2 separate regions of the Mus musculus genome follow, and region 2 is linked to region 1. A link is a contact called in public promoter capture Hi-C data. All regions are on one chromosome and are shown on one strand. The core of a region is the stretch at or near the end of the contact, and the rest is flanking DNA. Distances in the headings are between cores, read along the strand shown.

Region 1 (5,935 bases), core at 1,321-3,820:
GCTGTATCAGGTTCCTGAGAATCCAGGATAAGCTTTCTTAGCATTACCTAAGTTGGGGCGCAGGCAGGGAATGAGTGGTGAGCAGGTGTCTGTAGCAAGAGACAGGAAAATTTCACCTGTAACTTTGCACATGCACCCTGAGTTCTCCATCCCCTACCCCCTTGACACATTCACTGTAAGAGGCAGAGAATGTCGTCGTCCCAACACCACGCAGGCACCAAGTAGAACTAGAAGAAGAAATTGTCCATGTGATCTCAATGAGAGAAGAGGGACAGGGAAGAGATGGAACACTTCCACCATGCTTCCTCCTGGACCGGGGAAAAGAGAAGAAACCAAATACATGCACAACAGTGCCTTGACCATGACATACTTATTGATCACGTGACCGAATTAGAAGTGTTACTGAGGGATGGAGGGATGGATCAGTGGTGAAGAGCACTGGCTGCTCTTGCAGAGAACTGGGACTTGGTTCTGAGCACCCACATAGCAGCTCACAACTGTCTGAGCCTCTAGTTGCAGGAGACCTCTCCTGGCCCTTGCATGCACTGATAGGCATGCCTAACTCAAGGATATATGCATAAACATAAAATAAAATAAAGTAAAATAAAATAAACCTTTTTAGAAACAGTAAACAACTAAAAATCAAGTGTTGGTGATAGTAGCATAAGACACTGACCCCAGAGCTTGAATGCATGCCTGACAATAGGTTTACTTGATAACCATCATCTATCATAAAACCCAGAATTAAGCAGTAAGACATAAACCACCCATTATGGAAAATAAAATTAACCACTTCCTTCTTCGGCACTAGACAAATGAAAACCAATTCATATATCAAAATATGGCAACTCTGGGAGGTTGGCTACCTTTCTGAGAATCACTCCAAGGTCTTTATCACCTCCTTATATAACATCTAAAAGGGTGATCTAGATCTGTCTCATTTAGAATTTCTACTTGTCAACTGAAGTACTTAGAAATGTAACAGGACGTGACAAAGAGGAAAACTTAAGCAAAACCTTTAAACTTTATACCTGGAACTGGGGAGATGGCTTAGTGGGTAAAAGTTTTTGCCACATGATCTTCAAAGACCTGAGTTTGGATTCCCCAAACTCACGAAAAAGCAGTGCAAGGGTCTGTGATCTTCTTAGTGCTCCTCTGAGGAAGTGACAGCTAGAGACCGTCACTCTCTCTCTGAAAATTCCTGGAAACTCATGTTGTAGATAAACAACCAAGACACCTGTCCCCTGTCTCCAACAAGGGGAAGGACCAACACCTAAGGTTGTCCCCGACTTTCACACTCATGCTGAGGTATATGTGCACTGGCAGTCTCTGGCACAAGTGTATGTGTGTGCACACGTGCTGTATAAATAGCAACAACAACAATAATAATAACGAAAGACCTTAGCTATCGCTGCACTCGCCTGTCAAATGAACTCTCTGACTGGGCTGTGAAGAACCAGACTGCATTCTAATTAAGATAACCATATCAGTTACAAATTATACTATCATCCTGGTTAGCAGTTATTTGGAAGGATTTGTTCTTCCTTGGGGTTTGCACATTGCTACCTTTATTCAGCCTGCCTTATAGTTCACACGTGCTATAAGAGGACAGATGAAAACACAGCCTGCTTTTTTCATGAGGAAGGAGGGTCAGATACAGATAGCAGCAACACTGCAATGCACACAGGTACACTTTTCACCACCAGTGGGTAGACATGTGGCTTATGGAAGACCAACAGTCTAGATTTAAATCCTGGCTCTTGTAAACTACCATTTTGAACAAGTTTTAGGACCCTCTCCAAGCCTCAGTTTCCCTTTCTGGAAACCTGCATGACGAATTCTAACACCCATTCCCAAGGGTTGCTACCAAGAGTCACAAAGATATAATGAAATTAAATCCTTTAAAAAATAATAATAAGAAGAAGAAACTTAAACAAATGCTAGCTACTAGTATCATCAGAAAGCATCGTTTTTATTTTTGCTGCTAGTGTTCCACTCACTGCTACCATTACCACCCTGCTCCTATCAACAGAATTTTGCCCCATACCTTATGGAGAAAGTAGATCCCATGCTGTTTGAAGCTGTCCAGTCCAAATCAAAGAATTCATCCAGGCAGGGAGGTGAGGAGGCCCCCAGCTCCTCAGTCAGATGTCAGAAGAGAGGACTCCAGAGAAAGGAGTTGCTACAGAGGGAAGTAAGCCCAGCCTGGCCAAAGCAGATAAGTAAGTTTGTTCTAAATGGCTTCCTGGCCGAGGAGGGCCACATGCTCGCAGTCATATGGTGACCTGGAGAGTGTGTTAGAGATGCTTAACTCACTCTGAAGGAAAAGCTGCAGCATTTGCACAGTCACAAGAATCCTGTGCCTTCTTCTAATGCTATTTGGAATTGTGAAATAAATTTAGTCCTGTGCAGAAGAAGAAGAAAAAAATGTTGGATGCAATGGGAACTCTGAAAAGAGTTTTATTTAGCTCCTGAAAGATACATATTTCTTCCCCTGATCATGTGGTAACAATGTGAGCACTGAATGTGCTTGCTCACCACAGCTCCTTGTCCCTCAGGGGTGGGGAGAACAGCCTGGCTCAGGTTACTCTCAATGTCACGTTTAGCTGCTGATTAACTTCAGAATCTGTGAGCCCCGTTACTCCGGGACTCCAAGTGGACCGGTCCCTTCTTACTCCATGTCCCTAATTTTACCAAGGGACAGCATAAGACTCAAGTGACTTTCTTTTAAACACGTCTAGTTGGCAAAGGAGAGGAGCTCAAACCTCACTGATGGAGAGAAGATCCAGGGGAGGGGAGAGACACGGCAGCTTGAGCTTGAAATAACCTGCTGTGGGGAATCAAATGACGTGGGCAGCTTTTAAGATTTCAACAAGAAAGATGCCTAAGTAAAATACTTTTGGAAGTGAAGCTTTCCTGCTGTTATATATAGTGCCTGATAAATTAACTCTGTCGGATTTCTTATCTCTGCACCTCTTGCTACTAGAGGTTAAATATTGTGTGTGTGTGTGTGTGTGTGGTGTATACACACACACACACACACACACACACATATATATACACATGTTTAAAAGCAAAATCCAGCTGCAGTATTTTTACCTTAGCAAATTTTTATTTATAATCAAGACCACCCATTTTAGAAGTGAGACCTAGTCGTTTTGGCTTAGTGATTAAAACAAAGTGGAGGAGCACCCTCATAGAGCAGGGGGAGGGGGAGGGGATGGGGGTTTGTGGAGGGGAAACCGCAAAAGGGGGTAACATATGAAATGTAAATGATTCAGGGATTGTGACAGCGCATTTTGTAAGGTAGAATCTTACCTACTGCACTCCTCTTCCAAGCATAAATAGGGACTTTGGGACCCACTACCGACCTATGCTCCTGGAGGACTTTGCTCGATGACGACTGTGGTTTCCAAGGTCATCAGACTTCATAGAATTTTTCCCGAAAGGCATCTGCGGAAAAGGAACTTCGGGCTGGAATTTATTCTGTTTAGCATTTCTCCTGTTCCGTGCCAAAGGCTTTGCCAGTGGGAAAACTCGTAAAGGGCAATGTAAACACATCCGTGTTTGCCTTCTGAAACAGAAGTTAAACACTTGTGATATTGCCCATGCTAACCAATAAACCAAGCTGTTCTCACTGAAGAAAGTATCCTGAAAACCTGGGAAACAGACTGGGAGTAGGCCAGGCAACTCCAGGGTTTCTACATATAAGGGGGATGGAGAGAGAATCTATCTCCAAAAAGGAATAGGGATTTGCCATTTATTTTCTTTTTATTGTATGTATACAAAATGGTTTTTTGACTCATATATACATAGTAAAATGATTGCTACAACCAAGTAAATTGATATACCCCTCCATCTCACAACAGTGTGCCTGTGTGTGTGTGTGTGTGTGTGTGTGTGTGTGTGTGTGTGTGTATGTGTGTGTGTGTTGGTAAAAATACATAAAATCTCTCTTGGCAAATTTCTGATATAAAGTAAGGCTATTAACTCTAGTCTTTATGCTGCACACTGGCTACATTTTCTTCCTCCACAAGACTCAAAGTTGTACTCTTCGGTCCCTTGTCTTTCCATTTTCCCCATTTTCCTACTGTTTTTATATATTCAGAATTTGAGTTTCTTTGATTATTGCCTATGATGAGTGATGCTGTGGTGGCCATGAAGGCATCAGTCTCATGGGCAGCGACTGATTGCATGTATGACTTGATAGAGAGGCTGCTGGCTCATGTAGTTTGAATGGTCATTTCTTTATGAACAATCAGCCTACCCATCAATAGCATACAAGGATTCACTCTTCTCTGTATCCTTGCCCACATTTGCTACCACTTACCTGGTTTTATGTGGTAGCCATTCTAGCAACTCATATGTAGTGATCTGCAGGCCCCTGATAGTTTCTGATGTTGGCTATATTTTTTTTCTATACCTTTTCTAAGGGAATTTCCATGCAGCTGTATCTTCAAGCATTCGCTCAAACAGCATGTTGGTTGGCAACCTCTTAGATTTCATCAGGAAAGCATCAGCTCCAGCCTAGTGGAACTGAAATGGTTAAAGCTTCCAGCTCCAACCGCTCCTGCCCCCTCCACTGCAGGGAGAAAGTGCCTCACACAGGGTCAAACCTTGGGAATAGGTAAAAAGCTGATGCCTGAGAGTTCTTTGCCTTCTATAAGAGTTCCTTGTCTTCCTAAGGTATTTCATCCCTGGGAGCTTCTAAGCACACAGCTAAGCTCGGGGGTTGGGGGGGGGGGGGTCCCTGCTGCAATTCAAGTAAACCATTCTACACTCACCGCTGGTATCTTTGGGTTTTGGTTCTGTTTGTTGTTTTTTTTTTTAAACCTTGTCTCTATATCTTAAGCTGGATTCATAAAATTAAAAATGGCAAACTGCTTTTTTAAAGAGACAACACCATGAGTGTTACAAAGTCTGCCAGTTAGACAAGAGACTACAATGACGAAAGCACTGCCTGCTCATCTTCCAGGCTCGCTGAGATTGGTCCCCTGAGAACTTCTCAAGCTGCCTGCCTGCCCCATGCATAACAGTAGATGTGCCGGTTGTTCATGTAAAATTTGTATGTGACAACCCATCTGATGCAGATTCCAAAGACAGTGAATGGTGTCTTCTTTGATTTGAAATAGCTCACTGCACCAGCATCAGGTAACAGTTTAACCCTCTAACATTTCTCACTGATGCTATGAATAAAACTTCTTCCTGGCGATTTTCATTCTCCCATGTGAGTATCAGCATCAGCTTCCTGGCCACGTGAATCTTTATTGTGTCATACCATGGACTGGGGGGGGGGGGGTCTCCATGTATTAATTTTTTATTTTTTGCATCTAGGCACCCTGCTCTGTTCTCTTGCTATAGCTCTAGCAGTGAGCTAATTCTCTGCAATCTTCTAAGCACAGTGATATTATTTCCATACATGTCTATTTTTTACCACTATTTGTTCTCTTATCCACAAGAAAATTGGCCAGAATCTTAAATCAGTGTTAAACAATGTACGCGCTGTGTTTTTCCTCATTAGCTGTGAACGCTTCCGTTATTTGTCCCATCAGCGGGAGCTTCTTTTGGCTTAAGACAAAATATTTTTTTTAATTATGAAATTATAGATTCGGTTCTGGTTTGTGGTCTGTTCTTTTTTTCTTTTTTTCTTAATCAATAACGGACTTTATGTTTCCAATAATAACCATTTTTCTGCAACCATGGTTTGTCTGTGTGGCTTTACTCTTTAGATGCTAGTACTGTAAATTATTTCAATACATTTCCTAATAGTAAGCATTCTTTCCTTTGAAATTAATCTCCCGTGACTTGGTCCTGCTGAGGAGACAATACCATGAATGGCACAAAATTCGCAAATGATACAAGAAATTGTTCTTTTGCTGATGCTCTGAAATCTAAAAGCCAGATGACATTTTGTGGGAGATCGTTGCATTGATAA
Region 2 (5,935 bases), core at 1,518-4,017, 620 kb before region 1:
TTTTGTTTCATTTACATTAGAAAGCATGACACAACACATTTGTTTTTCTAGAAATAAAAATTAGAAAAAACAAAAACTTATAATATTTTAGATCTTACTTATCCATCAAAATATGTGCGCTGACCCTATAGGTGGAACAACAATATGAACTAACCAGTACCCCCCGGAGCTCGTGTCTCTAGCTGCATATGTATCAGAAGATGGCCTAGTCGGCCATCAGTGGAAAGAAAGGCCCATTGGTCTTGCAAACTTTATATGCCTCAGTACAGGGGAATGCCAGGGCCAAAAAGTGGGAGTGGGAGGTTAGGGGAGGGGGGGGGAGTGTATGGGGGACTTTTGGGGTAGCATTGGAAATGTAAATGAAGAAAATACTTAATTAAAATAAAATAAAATAAAATAAATATGTGTTGTATTCCCCAAAGCTTCAGTTTCCAAGACCTAACTCATCCTCTACCTCCCTCTAGCTGAGCAGTGTAATTTCCCCTCTACCTTTGACTCTCTCCTTTCAGTCATATTGTGTGGATTATAAGGACCTGAGCCTGACTTACAAATATAATTTGGGCTTTCTACTATGAATTGATTAATGTTTAATAGTTGCCTAGATTATTTTTCGATAAAATGTATTTTCTGAATAAAAGTAGATATCCAACATGCCTAAGTTCTGCTCCCAGAGAGGAACGCCTCTGTGTACATCTTGACTTGGGCATGATATGGGTAGGGTTCCCTTTCTTTGATCATACTCAGATGTTTAAAGTCCACTAGGTGGTGGCTAATGGTTATACTGCTTTCAGGAAAACTTTAGGGGCTCCATAAACTGATATAATTAGGCCTCCATGCGGTTGAAAGCATAGTTCAAAGTACAGTGTTCTGCATTTGCTGTGACACGGTCAGAACACCTCCCAGCTCCTTCCCTTAGGTCCATTCCTGCTCCCACCCTGATTGCATTCTCCCCTGCAGCGTAGTGTGCAGTTTTGCCTGTCTCTCCCCCAGTTGCCGTCCACCACAGCTTTTGCAGTTCTGGAGGTCAGTCTCAGCACTGAACTTTCCCGAGTGCAGTCACTAATGATGTCAGGGAGTCTGGGAGGACATTAAGAACTATTTATTTTATGAGCTGTTTTTCCTCCCGGCCAAATCTCTAAGGCCAGGCTCAGGAGGAGGGAATGGGGGCAATGACACAGGAACTGATGGAGGTCCCCACTGAAGGAACTATGTTCAGTGAGAAAGAGGGTACTCAGTACCCTGACCTCCCCCAGGCTTATCACTCCCAGACTAAACACCTCAGGAGCTTGAGCAATGGGCACAAGGTCTTAATATGCCCAGCATGCTCTGCCTAAGGCTGGCATTCCATTTAATGACAGAGGGGGATTTTATTTGGCAAGAATAGAGTCCCCATTCCACTCTTAACTATCCTATCACTCTGTGGCTTAGCCTTAAGATAGGGAGATAGGGAAGGTGAAGTAGAAAATGCTGGAACCATTCCTTCCTGGAAGTCACCTCCTGACAGGACCTTTGGGAAGTGCTCCTAGCCACACAGATCTGGAGTGAGATTGGAAGGGAGTGGGCAGGGGAACTTTTAACTCAAGTACCAATGGTTCCCACATCACTGGATTTACATAGTAAGTGATTCTCTCTTGCTCCTTAGCCTTAGGGTGACTTGCAGCCGTGGTGGTTTTAAACCATTAGAGTTTGCGTTTGTTTGATTTACTCTAGCTTCAGTGAAGAATGAGGCCAGAGATTCCTTTGAGCTATCATGACAAAAATTGGTCCTTTTGTGTACCTCAGCCTTGGGTAGCCCTTTTGACATGACTCTGAGCATTTTCCCAGAGGCTTCTGGGAAGTGATGCGAGCTGGCACTTGGAGAAAAGATGACTCTCTTGCTCTTGGTAACCCTTCTACCAGCATTTCCAGGAGACCAATATAGGATGCTGAAGCATGATGCATTCACATGGAGAGAAAGGTTCCAGGTTATCTTGTATGTCCCAGACCTCAGTTTGGGTATTAAGAGAAGAGTGTCAGAAGGGTCATAGAAAAGGGGTGTTTTTAGGCGGTAGTGCTGAGAACTGGATTTGCTGAGAATTATTATTAACCCTTTATATAGATGAGGACACTGACACACAGGGAGGGCGGGTGTTTTGTCTTAGGAGGAAAATGCAAGTTGCTAAAGAGCTCTTATTCTCCTGGCATCCTGCTAAAGACATTTGGCTTCAGCAATGAAAACCTAACCACGTGGTATTAAAGATATCTATTGCCTACCCCTTGAAACCTCTATGCTTCTCCTGGCTCCCATTTTCTTCATTTAATGATGTTTTTAACTTGCCTGCAAGACTGAGTATACCCTTTAGTGAAGAGAACCTTCACCTATAGTCTAGGCTTCAATCTTCTTAGATCTATTTGTGGCCATTTAGCCTCTGTCTCTCAGGGGCATTATTTCCTTTTCAGGGCTCCCCTTCTATCCGAAAAGCACCCTCCTCGAGGCCTCTCCCCTCCCTTCCTTGAAATGTCCTGAAGTCCAAGTGACTGATGACTTATGTGTGCAGTGCACAGAAGGGAGGCAGCTCACTTGGCAACTGGGCTCTTTCTTAGGTCTCTTTTAGTACATTTGTCCTTTGCTGGACATTCTGTCCTCCTCGACTCCTAGGAGCAATGTTGCAGAATTCTAAGCACAGCTGCTTCATAATAGCAAAGTACCTTAGTCATAGTCCAGTCACTGTGCAGTTAGAAGCATGCCCTGGAAGCACTTACACAGGGCCCAGGGGACTAATATGCAGGCCAAAGGAGGCCAGGATATGAATGGCAAATGAGGAAATAAAGGGAGAGCAGGTCACTTGGAGCCAAAGAATGCATTAATATGCTGACATGTCTGTGGAAGAAACCCGAAAGGCTTGTACCCAGGGGACAGCCCAAGACTGACACTCAAAGTGTCCAGAGAAATTCTACTTCCTCTCAAGGAACTTGGCTGAGCATAAGGGAAGACTAAAGAGATGTTAGCTCAACGATGCAGCATTAAGTTGTAGATGATTTGGGAGATCCATGAGTCTACAGTCTTGCTTGAACAGGTTCTGTACTTGAGCTATTTTTAGCTCTCTTTGGACAGATTTTACAACCAGACATTCTCTCTCTTTCCAGCTAGCACTATTTATCTCTCTCAGGAAATCCTACATTCAGACTCACCTACGCTCTTCTTGATCACACGATGTGCAATTACCCCTTGGCTCACTTGAGCTGAAGACACTCTGTGGCCACTTATAAAATGGCCAGTGCTCACGGGCTGCACAACTTTCATCCTCTACATCATCTTCTTCTCTCCTTCCTCCCTATCTTTTCCCTCAGTTCCCATTTTTTTTATTCCTCTTCTCTTCATCTTTCTGTAGTATCTTCTCAATAGTTGAACCTATATGTGTTTGATCCCAAATAACACAAAGATTATAGATTACATGAAATGTAAAAAGCCACGTTTGGCTGTAGTGTTATTTTTTCCATGTGACTTACTAAGATCTTAGTTATTTTTTTCAGAAATAATACCTGAAAAATTACATATTACATATTAACTACATATTGCATATTAACCCACTAAAAAGCAATATAAATTCTCCATCATTATTTTGGCAAGTTTCTCTGTCATTTCATCAAAGGTATGTAGAAATAGTTAATTTTTCCAGTTTTGATGTAGTCAATACTGCATTAGTAGATCACAATAAATAATTGAAATGGCAATTTGCCATAAATTCTACCATTTAGAAAAGAGTGTGTCAAAAGAGAATATCATATATTATTGAAAAGAATAATGAAAGATGAAATATAACATTTGAATCATTTGCTTTTCACGAAAAAAAAAAAACATTAAAAGTCACCCAGAAAGACACAGAAAAGCCCTTAGAGCACAGCCTAACCATTTATTTCAGAGCTAGGATTACCATCCTGTTTGTATTGCTTTCCAAAGAGGTCTCACTTAAGAGAGAAAGGATTCAACGGGGATCTGTGATCTTTTAATCTAGGGACAGTTTCATCTCTGAAACTGAAATGGAAACAGAAATGGACGATTTATATTCTGCTAAGTTTGGCTTCGAAAGACAACGCTCTGTTTCTTCTTACCCCTTACTACCAGTGTACGCTCTTGTTGCTTTTGATTTTCTCTCCAGCATTTGTCATCTATGCTGTCAGATAAAAAGCAAAATACAATATAAAAGGGATCATTGCTCCTGTGGTGACAAGTGTCCTCAAAGCCTCATGCCAGGCAAGTAATGGAAAGGGAAAGTGATCAGGTGGCATTGGCAAACATGGAAACCGTTTTGAAACTCTATCCAGAGTAATCCTTAGGCTTTTCAGATTACAACAGTTAATCCTTCATAATTGCTTCCACTTAAAGCAGTGGTTCTCAACCTGTGGGTCATGATCCCCTTTCACAGTGATCACCTAAGTCTCTCTGCATATCAGATATTACTCAGGATTCATAACAACAGCAGAATTACAGTTATATATGTGAAGTAGCAATGAACATAATTGTATGGCTGGAGTCATCACAGCATGAGGAGGAACTGTGTGCAAGAAGCGGGTCACAGCATTAGGAAGGTTGAGAACTACAGCCTTAAATACTGGCCTGAATCTGGTCTGGTGAGTCCATTGCTGCTGTGAAGGACTCGGAGTAGCACTGGGCAGTTAGTAGAAAAGAGCAGTCTGGCTAGCTAATCACAGCAAAACTCAAGTCTGAGCATCTTATGAAACAGCTCATCAGGTGGAAACAATGAGGACCCCACCACAGAGGTTAGTGTCCCAACAAAACTAACCCCTGTCTGAGCACCCTTATGTGCTGCACGTGATTTCCAAACTGGGACGTTCTGGTTATTGATACTCATTCTGATCAAATTAATCTGAAGCTCCGACAGATGAACACCGTCTCCATCCTTCATTTTCCCTCTTCCTTCTTTCCTTCCTTCCCTTCCCTTTTTTCCTTTCCACAAAACAAGCTGGTATAATGTGGGTGTATTACTTATCACTTTGCTGAAACAACAACAACAACAACAACAACAAAAATACAGAACAAAGGCAACTTACAAAATAAAAAGTATCTTTGGGGTTCTAATCCCTGACAGTGAGATGCCACAGCGGTAGCAGGAGGCAGCTGCTGCTTCCACAGTTAGGAAGCTGAGAGTGGGTGGTGATGAAGCCGCTCAGTTAGTTTCCTTTCTCCTGATTCAGCCCGAGACCCCAGCTCAAGGAATAGTTCTGCCACAGTTAAGGTGACTCTTCCTATCTCAGTTAATCTAACCTAGATAAGCCCTTAGACCAGTGGCTCTCAACCTTCATAATTCTGTGACTCTTTAACACAGTTCCTCATGTTGTGGTGACTCCCCCTTCCCTCCAAGCATTAAGTTATTTTCATTACTATTTCATAACTGTAATTTTGCTACTGTTAACAATCATAATGTAAATATCTGATATGCAGGATATCTGATATGTGACCCCTATGAAAGGGTCCTTGACCCTCAAAGGGGTCATGACCTACAGGTTGGATACCACCTGCTTCGAGGCTTCTCTTCCAGATGATGCTAGATCCTGTCAAGATGATAGGATCATGTTGAGCAAGCAGCCTACCAAATACCATGACAGAATACAACATACTAGTTAGGGTTAGAACTCATATAGCCCACAAATTCCCATGCTTAGCGATTATTACAATGGTGTTTGAAATGAGCTCATTATGTCAAACTTAATGTGCGCCGAGAAAGTTAATCATGATTTCTCTTACAAGTCAAGATGAGGAATCAAAAAACGGTTTGAAATTTTGAGCTTTTAACAGGCTCTGCACCAAAGGACACTCACTGCATCCTGAGCATTGAGAAAAGCCCAGACTTAGGCTATTCATACTTGCTAAACGCTGGTACATTCTTGAAAGGCAAAAATCATTTATGAACAAAGAGGGATTCATATCTTTAAA

Evidence for each region. Promoter capture Hi-C pulls out the DNA fragments that hold promoters and counts their contacts.
Region 2: a promoter capture Hi-C map of second pharyngeal arch cranial neural crest shows a contact between it and region 1. The contact joins two enhancer-like sites. A contact is called at or near these places in 1 of 39 promoter capture datasets (second pharyngeal arch cranial neural crest) and 1 of 484 Hi-C or Micro-C datasets (bone marrow-derived macrophages).

The regions. Positions count from the first base shown.
Region 1 is chr13:108,446,181-108,452,115 of GRCm38.p6, reverse strand. It overlaps Gm32450 (a long non-coding RNA gene), which reads right to left. Exons shown (of 6, transcript XR_873945.1): 6 at 3,219-3,453. Among named protein-coding and RNA genes, the nearest start is that of Gm32450, 12 kb to the right of the region's middle. Within about 2 kb of position 2,570, at least 47 of the 459 cell types and tissues checked have an H3K27ac peak or open chromatin away from gene starts, as enhancers often do. A contact at or near this core is called in second pharyngeal arch cranial neural crest, where this site is marked.
Region 2 is chr13:109,063,568-109,069,502 of GRCm38.p6, reverse strand. All of the region lies in intron 3 of Pde4d (phosphodiesterase 4D, cAMP specific), which reads right to left. Among named protein-coding and RNA genes, the nearest start is that of Mir582, 260 kb to the left of the region's middle. Within about 2 kb of position 2,767, at least 24 of the 459 cell types and tissues checked have an H3K27ac peak or open chromatin away from gene starts, as enhancers often do. A contact at or near this core is called in second pharyngeal arch cranial neural crest, where this site is marked.